2 separate regions of the Rattus norvegicus genome follow, and region 2 is linked to region 1. The links are chromatin contacts, called in public Hi-C maps. All regions are on one chromosome and are shown on one strand. Each heading gives the region's core, a stretch centred on a gene start, on an enhancer-like site or on the middle of the called end of the contact. The rest is flanking DNA. Distances are from core to core; before and after follow the strand shown.

What was found. A called contact is a pair of places that touch in the nucleus more often than the background predicts.
Region 2: a contact with region 1 is called in a Hi-C map of Schwann cells, with 8 times the contacts expected there. The contact joins two enhancer-like sites. A contact is called at or near these places in 6 of 12 Hi-C or Micro-C datasets (the A7r5 cell line, the Rat2 cell line, Schwann cells and 3 more).

The regions. Positions count from the first base shown.
Region 1 is chr15:43,058,322-43,063,092 of GRCr8, forward strand. No RefSeq gene overlaps it. Among named protein-coding and RNA genes, the nearest start is that of Kif13b, 23 kb to the right of the region's middle. Within about 2 kb of position 2,825, at least 16 of the 93 cell types and tissues checked have an H3K27ac peak or open chromatin away from gene starts, as enhancers often do.
Region 2 is chr15:43,415,664-43,420,434 of GRCr8, forward strand. The region is part of intron 6 of Ints9 (integrator complex subunit 9); the gene reads left to right. Among named protein-coding and RNA genes, the nearest start is that of Ints9, 42 kb to the left of the region's middle. Within about 2 kb of position 2,463, at least 24 of the 93 cell types and tissues checked have an H3K27ac peak or open chromatin away from gene starts, as enhancers often do.

The DNA of each region.
Region 1 (4,771 bases), core at 1,575-4,074:
TGTATCTGAAGACAGCTACAGTGTACTCATATACATAAAGTAAATATTTTTTTTTAAAAAAAAGAGTCTTCTTGGGCTGGAGAAAAGACTCAGAGGTTAAGAGCACTGGCTGCTCCGCTAGAGGACCTGGATTCAGTTTCCAGCACCCACACAGTGATATACGACTGTCTGTAACTCCAGTTATATATGATCCAATGCCCTCTTCTGACCTTTGCAGGTACTGCATGCAAAAGTGGTTAGGGCAAAAATGAAGTAAGTAAATCTTTAGAAAGAAAGAAAAAAAAAAAAAAAAAACCTGAAACCCTCAAATCTTTAGAAAGAAAAAAGAGAAGAAAAGGAGGGAGGGAGGGAGGGAGGGAGGGAGGGAGGAAGGAAGAGTTGGGTCAGTGCAGGAGGTAAGTAGCTCACTGGGACTTCATCCTGGGAAGGGGTTGATTGCTGATGGAGTGAGCTAGAAAGTCTAGGTGGCATTCTGGTTTCTACCTCACCCTCTAAGTGCCCTGCTCATGCTGATACCAAACAAGGCAGTCAAGGAGGCTGAAATGAGGGTACCGCGCAATCTCAGTCTTTGACTCTAAAGCAGTAAGCTAGAAAAACCTTTTTTCTTTGTAAAGTACCCAGCTTCAGGTAATTTGTTAGAGTTGAGGAATCTGGATAAACAGGAGTTTATGATCGTTTTCCTGAGGCCTTCCTTGCCCTTTTGATTGACCCTACCTGCCTGAAACCCTACCGGCCTAGTCTGCCTAGGATCAGGCCTACCACCTCCTTCTGTCCCCAATCCCGAGTCCTCACTAGGCTGACTGCCTTATGTCTCTGGCCACCCCCAGGCAACTATTACCTAGCTCTTAATTACACCGGCACTGCTAAGAGACACTCCACTTTGAATTGGGCTCTCCATTTAGTTTGAAAGACTGCTGGAAGTAGCTTGTTTCCCAAATGGAAATATACTTTGACCTCACAGATTCTTTTTTCATCTCCAGTTATAAAGATTCAGGAAAAGTCAGGAAGGTAAGAGGGGCTGGAATGTGACTCACCTAGCAGAGGAGAGGCCCTGGGTCCAATCTGCAGCCCCCCATAAACGGGTGAGTCACACCTGTATCCTAAGGTAAGGCAGGAGGATAAGAAGTCCTGGGCCATCTATGGTGAGTTCAAGGCTAGCCTGGGCTAGATAAGACATTGGTTTGTTTTTGTTGTTGTTGTTTTGTTTTGTTGTTTTTTTGTCTTTTGTTTTCTTTTTTTTTTTTCCGGAGCTGAGGACCGAACCCAGGGCCTTGCGCTTACTAGGCAAGCGCTCTACCACTGAGCTAAATCCCCAACCCCTAGATAAGACACTGTTAGAGAGAAGAGAGAGACAGAGAGAGGGAAGGATGGAAGATGGGAGTAGTGAGTTCAAGGCTAGCCTGGGCTAGATAAGACATTGTTAGAGACAGGAGAGAGGCAGAGAGGGACAGAGGGAAGAATGGAGGGAAGGAAAAGGGATAATCAGTGCCATTGCAGAAATGCCCTGTGCCTAGAGAGAATGTGCAGATGTCACAGCATGAGTCAGGGAGACTTCAGACACTCAAGATGGAGTAAAATTCGAAGGGAGGGAAACGAATCCCAGTTTGAGAAGGAAAATTACTTTCAAGGCCGGTGTCAGTTGAGAACCCAGCCATGTAGACATTTTCCTTTCTCTTCTGCCCTTAGGTGAGGCAGGAAGGCAAAAGGGCAGAACTCCAGGTATGGAGAAGAGGGAAGATCGGACATGTCCACGAGCACAGGAGAGACTTTCTTGGAATTCATTAACCTTAGTTTTTCTCTCTTTCTTTTCTTTTCTTTCTTTTTCTTTTTTCTTTTTTGACTTTTCTGGACAGGATTTCTCTATGTAGCCCTGGCTATCCTGGAATTCGCTTTGGAGGCTGACCTTGAACTCACTGAGATCCTCCTGCCTCTGCCTCCTGAGTGCTCGGATTAAAGGCATGAGCCACCAGGGTTTGGGTGATTTGTCTTGGTGGTTTTTGTATTTAAGGCAGGGTCTCAGTAGTTCAGGCTGGCCTCAAACTAGCTGTGTCCCCAAGGATGACCTTGAAGTTCTGAGCCTGGCCTCCCCTTCTCCAACAGTGAGGTTACAGGATAGGACAGCACTCCTGCTCATGCACCCACTCTGGGGACCCGACCCAGGGCTTCAGGCACACTAGGGAAGTGCCTTACCAACTGAGCCTACTACCAGTCTCTCCCCTTGCCCAGAATCCAACTCTGGGCTCTGAATTGTAACAATTCTCCTGCCTCAGCCTCCAGAGTGCTGGGATTACAGGTGTCAGTCTTCATACCCAGCTTCATTGTGTTTGAATATGGAGGCAAGAACTGGGCCAGATCTCTTTGTCTGTCTCTCTCTGTGTTTAATCAGAGCCCAGTCATTCAGTGGAGAGCAGTCAAGTCAGCAAAGAGGATATAAAGGGCAGTGTGTGACAGAAATCCTGGAGTCACACCTCATTCTGTGCTCATCTGTGACCTTGGGAAGCCGTTTTACCTTCTGTTCCTTAGACTCAGCACCTGTAAAGCTAGGCCGTCGACTGCTGGCCTCACCGGTGCCTTTGGCAACATTGACTAAGACGGTGTTCACTGAGGTGGATCCTAACTGCAAGTGTTAGCAACTGTGTGCTGAGGGAGACTGACCTGTATGTCGGGGCCAGTCACTTCCCACAGAACCACTATGTCTTTGGAAGTCTCTGATCAAAACCATCCAGGATCACAGGTCAGGGTCAATTAATAGAGTGCCTGCCCTGCCTGGTATGTTCAAAGTCCTCAGTCCCATCCCCTGTGTCAATAACCAAACATATCAGTGCACCCTTGTACTCCCAACACTTGGGAAGCTGAGCCAGGAGGACCTCTGTGAGTGGAGGCCAGCCCAGACTAGTCTGGATTACTTACTTCCAGACCGGCCAGAGACTGTGTCCCAATAAAATAAAAGAGTAGAAATACTCCCATATATTTGCAATGACTTAGGTATATTTTTAAACATTATTTATTTATTTTTTTTTTTACAAAGTTTGTTTTGTTATTACTGACTGGTCACTTGATTCCCCCACCTGCACTCACCCTCTTAAAGAACAGGTCTAAGATCCCACCAGGTTCTCTGGTTGAACCTTTAAATCACCAAGGAAACATTAACAACAGACTCGGAGAGCCCAACCCCCAGACATTCCAATATAATTGGCCTGGGTGTGGCTGAACTCTGGGATTTATTTAAAAGCTCCCCACAGTGAGTCTAGCCCTGTAGCCAGTTCAGTGGCACTGCTAGCACCTCCTCTCCCTCATACCCAGGACGCACCCACAGCCACTAGGTACTCCACAATTACTCCCCAGCTGCTCTGTGTGCCTGGGATAACCCATGACCCCAGTTCCTGCCCTGAAGGATTCAGAAAGGCAAACACGCCTTGTCGTCTTCAAATCAGGTCACAAACACACCTTGACTCACCCTCCTGACTTCCTGGGTTCCTAATCTGCTTTATGGTTTACTGATAACATCCTGGAAGGAGAACCAGTTTCAGACTTGCTGTGACCTCCTGGCCCTTTGATTTGCTGCTGTAGTTTCTTTTCTGGTCTTCGCTACTGACTGCCCCAAGCAGCCAGCCATCTTTGATCAGACCTTGGCTGTCCGTGCTTACCATCCAGGCTGTCCCCACGACGGGCTCTGACCTTTGAATTTTTCAGCCTGAACCATGTACCTTGCCAGCCTAAGTCCCAGTCCCCCCACCCTAGCCTCCACTGTCGGAGCCTTTTATGGTCGTCATTTCCAGTTTCTGTTCTAATAAGGAAGTTGATAACATTCACTACTGTGAAGGGAGAGAATTGGAATAAATCCAAGAAAATGGGAGGCGGGCTTTGCATAGCCCACAGGTAGTCAACAGAAACTCACAGCTCTCACTGTTCAGTACGTAGTTTCTGCCCTTCATTTTCTTGCTCTGGGGTGTGTGTGTGTGTGTGTGTGTGTGTGTGTGTGTGTGTGTGTGTGTAAGAGGGGGAGATACATTTATGGAGTCAGTTCTTTACACCTTCACGTGGATTTCTTTTCTTTTTTTTTTTTTTCTTTTTTTCGGAGCTGGGGACCGAACCCAGGGCCTTGCGCTCCCTAGGCAAGCGCTCTACCGCTGAGCTAAATCCACAACTCCTTCACATGGATTTCTGAATTGGATCCAGGCTGGCCAGGCCTTTACCAACAGAACATCTTGTTGACTTCCTCATTATTTCTTTAAGATAAATCTCTGAGAGGAGTGGAATTACCAGATTGAAAGTAATCAACATGTGTAAGACTCCTCATGGGGGGTTGTGTCACAGGTTTAGTGCCAAATGTTTCACATTTTTTTTTTAAAGATTTATTTATCACTTTATTCAGACACACCAGAAGAGGTCATCAGATCCCATTACAGATGGTTGTGAGCCACCATGTGGTTGCTGGGAATTGAACTCAGGACCTCTGGAAGAGCAGTCAGTGCTCTTAACCGCTGAGACATCTCACCAGCCCCCAATGTTTCACATTTTAGGAGAAGCCTCCTCTCCCACAGGATACTGGGGAGCCCGAGTTTATATTGAGGAATGTGGAAAACCAAGAGACAAGTACAAATGCTACACAGTGAGTAAAATACAGGGCTGAAAGCAACCGTTAGTGTCCCAGGAAGCATGCCTAGATGGCCAGTTGCTGTCTATGTCCGCAGCTATAGATTTTGGCTCTCTGGTTCTTCCCCAGTAATAGATTGCCCACTGCTACTGCCACTGGGTAGGATATGACCCA
Region 2 (4,771 bases), core at 1,213-3,712, 360 kb after region 1:
TAAAGAACTAGGGATGCAAGAGGGCTCTGTGGGCAAAGGGGCTCCAAGACTGCAGATCCTCAAGACCCACATGATAGCAAAGACCCACACCTCACAGGTTGGCCTCTGACTTCTATACATGTGCCTTGTCCCGAGTGCATCCATCACATACACATACATGCACACAATAAATAAATAATTGTTTAAATAAGAAAACAATGTTGCTGCTTAAGGAAGCTGAGGAGGACATTTCTTAGATGATGTGAATCAGCTATAAGAAAGGATTTTCTTGCATAAAGACTGGGAGCTGGAGAGATAATTGGATGAATAAAGCATTTTCTCCACATTCATAAGAATCAGAGTTCTGATCCCCAAAACCCACATAAGAGTGAGCAGGCAATCCCAGAAACACAGAAAGGTAGAAACAGGGGCTCCCCAGAGCTAGCTGGCTAGACTTGGTAGAAATGGTGAGCTCTGGGTTCAGCAAGACGCCCTGCCTCAGTCACTAAAGAGAGCCATTGAAGGAGAAACCTGGCATCAGATTTGAGTCTCCACACGTATGCACACAAGCCCTCATATGCATGTGCACATTGTATGTCTACATACATGAAAACACATGTATGTACACACACCATACCCACTCACAATCATGCACACATACACACACACACAACAGTTGTGTTGAAGAGGCATCTGGTTTCATGTCATGGGATGGTGAGAAATTCAGTGTTGATGGGTGGGTAGGGAGGTGAAGCAGGGAGGGGCAGGTTGGAATAAGGTTATATAGTCTCCTACATGTGAGGTTGAGGCTTGCACCATTGAGTATGTGCAGGTAGAGGCCTGTAAGGAGAACAACATGACCACATTTGGTTTTGAAGAAGGGAACTCTGGAAGCAGCATGGGAGTGGTGAGCCCTGCAGGGATAGAGACCGGGAGACCAGCAGGGGGTCATTTCAGAAACAAAGGTCTAAACTAGGGTGGAAGCAGTGAGCATGAAGAAGACTGCAGCTCCAGAGAAGCTTCTGAGTTGGGATTTAAAGGGATTGGTAAGTATTAAGGGAGTCGCAAAGTAGAAAAGAGGAAAGTGTGGAAGCCAGGGACATAGGAAGGTTCCAAAAGCACAGGCTCATAGGTGGTGACAAGTCCCTGTAATCCCAGCACTCTGGAATGGGAGACAGGAAGACTGAAAGCTATGTCAGCCTAGACTGCATATGCAAGTTCTACAAGTGCTAGAACCCAAGTGCAAGAAAAGAAACTAAAGAAAACTAGCCAGTAAAAATGGAGATGTGGCCCTTGGAAGTGGACATTGGAAGATCAGTGGCCATCCCCAGAGTATAGGTAGAGACTAGATTGCGGGAGGTCAGGTAAAACATATGTACACGGAGGGAGCATGTAGGTGGCTTGATTCCACACCCATGCACTCTGACCTCCCCTGGCAGTGGAGGCCACCAGTCAACCTTGACCTGGCATGTGTCTAACCCAGCAGTGGCTGCCTTCACCTCCAACCCCATCTTCTGCTCTTATCATGGAGAGCCTAGGGGTCAAACTGCTTTAGACTTCCTGAGAATTCCTGATCCCACCCCTTTGTCCAGTTGTCCCGCCCTTCACTACCTTGTCCCCAGAGAATGATGATGATGATGATGATGATGATGATGATGATGATGATGATGATGATGATGATGATAGCAGTCATCCAGGCTTCTGAATGTCAGCGTCTTACATTTTGCCAGTCTTCCTGTGTGTGTAGGTGAGCTATCCCATTTTTGTGTTCCAGAGTTTAGGCACCTGTCTCCTCTATGTGTTCCTTGTACTCACTGCTTATTTAACCTAGGAATTACTTTTTCTGCCAGACATCATTCTAAATGTGTTTCTGCAGAAGGAACTAGCACTTTGATGACATGTGTGGTGGTGTTACTGAGTTTACAGGAGAGACGTGCCACACAGAGGGTGGGTAACTTCCCCCAGGGTTATCTGCTAGCTGTAAGAGGTTCTGACTTCTTAGGTGACTCAGGCTACAGAGTCCACATTCAAACCCTCAGTCAGTCAGTCTTTGAGGGCATGTCCTGCAGTCCCCCTTGTGTGGTAGAGAGGGAAGTAGGTGTTCTGTCCCCTTTTCTCCTATCTTGCATGGATCTTCTGGGTGTCTCTGGTTGGTAGGATGGTGTGCAGATGTCTCTAAAACATCTGGGAGTGCCATAGCCAGGCTGTCCTGTCTCTGTTTGAATGGCTTCCTTGATCTGGCCACTCCCAAACAGTGGTACATGGTCCCCTGCCCTCTTTATGTGGCATTTACAGTCTCATCTGCCTTTTTCTCAGCCCTTACAGTACCTTGAGCACGCTGGACCACATGGGACCTCAGATCCTGACAACCTCCCCCCTTAAAGAAGTCTTAGGGCTGTTTCTTCTTTCCCTGTAGTAGACCACGTGTGCCTTGACCTCCTTTACTCATTTCCTCTTGTTTGTTTATGTTCTGATGTACTGAGCTGCAAATAGTTTTGGCACATCAGAAGTGGTATTCAAAGGTCAGTGTTCCTGATTTCCCAAGTCCTGGGCCAAGTCTTAGGAAGTTCTGAGTCTTAATTTGCCTCTTCTGTGACCTTCAGCACAAAAAGAGGCATTTTCCCCCTTGCTACCCATTCTTTTTAAAACATAACAACATAACTGGCTCCCAGAGTCATGTTAGTATGTATTAGGAAGAGAGTGAATGGAGCTTGAAAGAAGAGAGCCTTAGGTCAGGTGCCTGGGCATTATTCATGAGATGCTCAGCAAATCTCTGTAGGAGGAAGTGTTAGCTAAAACAGAGCCACCAGTGTCTCATCTCACCACTGGTGGGTAAAGGGTAGAAAGGGAAAGGTACCTTGGAAGAGGTGCAGAGATCTGATATGTACGCTGCTGAAGACAACCAGTGTGCACTCAGGCCCTGACCAGGGCTTTCATTTTGACTTCGAGACACATGACGGACCTTAGCTATTGATGGCAAAGGGGACAGTCTAATTATGCAGAGTGATAAAGCAAAAGCCCCAGGGCTGTCTTTTTTCTATCCTGAATAAACTCAGCACAAATTTTAGAACTGGCATTGAGATGGAAGCACTCTTTGAGCTGGTGATGATTCCTTAAGGAAAGCACATGTCCTTCAAACATGGTTTCTCACTTCAGCATCTTCCATAAAGCCAGGCACCCAGTGTCTATCCATGACCCCGTGCTGCAGGAGAGGGAGGCAGGGACAGGCAGATCCCAGGGGCTGGGGGCCTGCAAATCCTGCCTAAACAGTAAGCTCCAGGTTCAGTGAGATAGAGGACATCTGGCATCAATCTGTGGCTCTACCCTCCCACACATGGCGAGCACATCTGTGTGTGCACACAGGAGGGTGGGGATGCCCTTAGACTTTTTAGTAAAAGAAGTAGAATTTTTTTTTTTAAGTTCCTTATTTAATTGGGCCAGGTTGTAGGAGTGCGTCATTTGGTCAGCTGAAGGAGTTCTGCGGACACCTGGGGTGCTGTCACAGTCCCGTACTGAAGCAGCTGGAGCACGCCGAGCGTCTCGCTGTTGAGGGTGTGAACTGCCAAATCTACCCTTTTTTCTTTCAGGTTTGTTTTGCTTTTTTTTTTTTTTAATAAGTTCAAATCTGACTGTTTTATAAGTGATTTTTCAAAGTTATTTTTAAGTGCTGGCTTACACATTAAAATAATGCCCCGTGTGATTCAAGCAAATCACTGGGAGTCAGATTTGAGACTTGAAGATTTACTTCAAACTACATAGAGATTCTCAAAATAGATCTTGGTCGAGTGCCTGAAATTAATGCATCTAAGTAGCTTGAGTTAGTAAGAAGGCCATCAAGTAAAGAAAACAATAAATTAAACATTTTCAAGCTCATTGGTCAAAAAAACATCTGACAAATTCTCTTAAATCATTTGAAGTTGGTTTGAATTAGCATTTGATTTATTATTAGGATGTATATTCAAAAATCCTATTACTCTTGCTTTTGACAGTTGTGTGACTTCTTGCCTTAGTTGACATGTCCCTAAAATTTATGTAGAAGACATTAACCATCCGTCTTAATTTTGACACTACAGTTTACTCTTCCAGAAAAAAAAAAGATGCAGTTTTGAAGGGAAGGAAAACCCATGTAATAGAATTTTCTCAGTTTCACCTTAAAATTTAGATTTTTTTTTTTAATGAGAAATTTTAAAGCAAAATATTCCACAAAAGAAAGTGCTTTGGTGTCTGGTATTTTTAATATAAATGTTTTATAAGAGTAGAATCCTTCATCGTAATTAATCATAAGTCATGATAAGGCATTTCTAGGTATGGCGGTGTGCACCTGTGAAGTCTCACAGCTGGGAAATAGGGAGCAGAGGCAGAGGAAAAGTTTAAGGGCAAGCTGAGCCCCAGTGAGATTCTGCATTTACAAAAATGATAAAAATGGTAAGCTATTGTCATAATCATCTCTGAAACATTAAGGAATTAAGAACAGAAGAAGAAGGCTCACCCCGCAGGAGACTTTTAAATGCATGTTAAAGCCGTTATTCTTTTGCTCTGACATTCCTTGGCTATTTGCTGAGGAATTTATCAGGTCTGACTGTATAATAGGAAGAACTTGGAAGTGTGGGCGTAGAGGTCACACAGACTGGAGTTTGAATTTCAGCTCTGTTTCTTGTACCTGAGTCAGGTCGTCTCTTTGGGCTCAGTTTCCACATTTGTAAAGTTGAGAGGATTGCCAACCACCATTGGAGGTGCTGAGTGGACCAAATGGGTACTATGGGTGACATTTTTAAGCTGTTTGCCTGTTTAA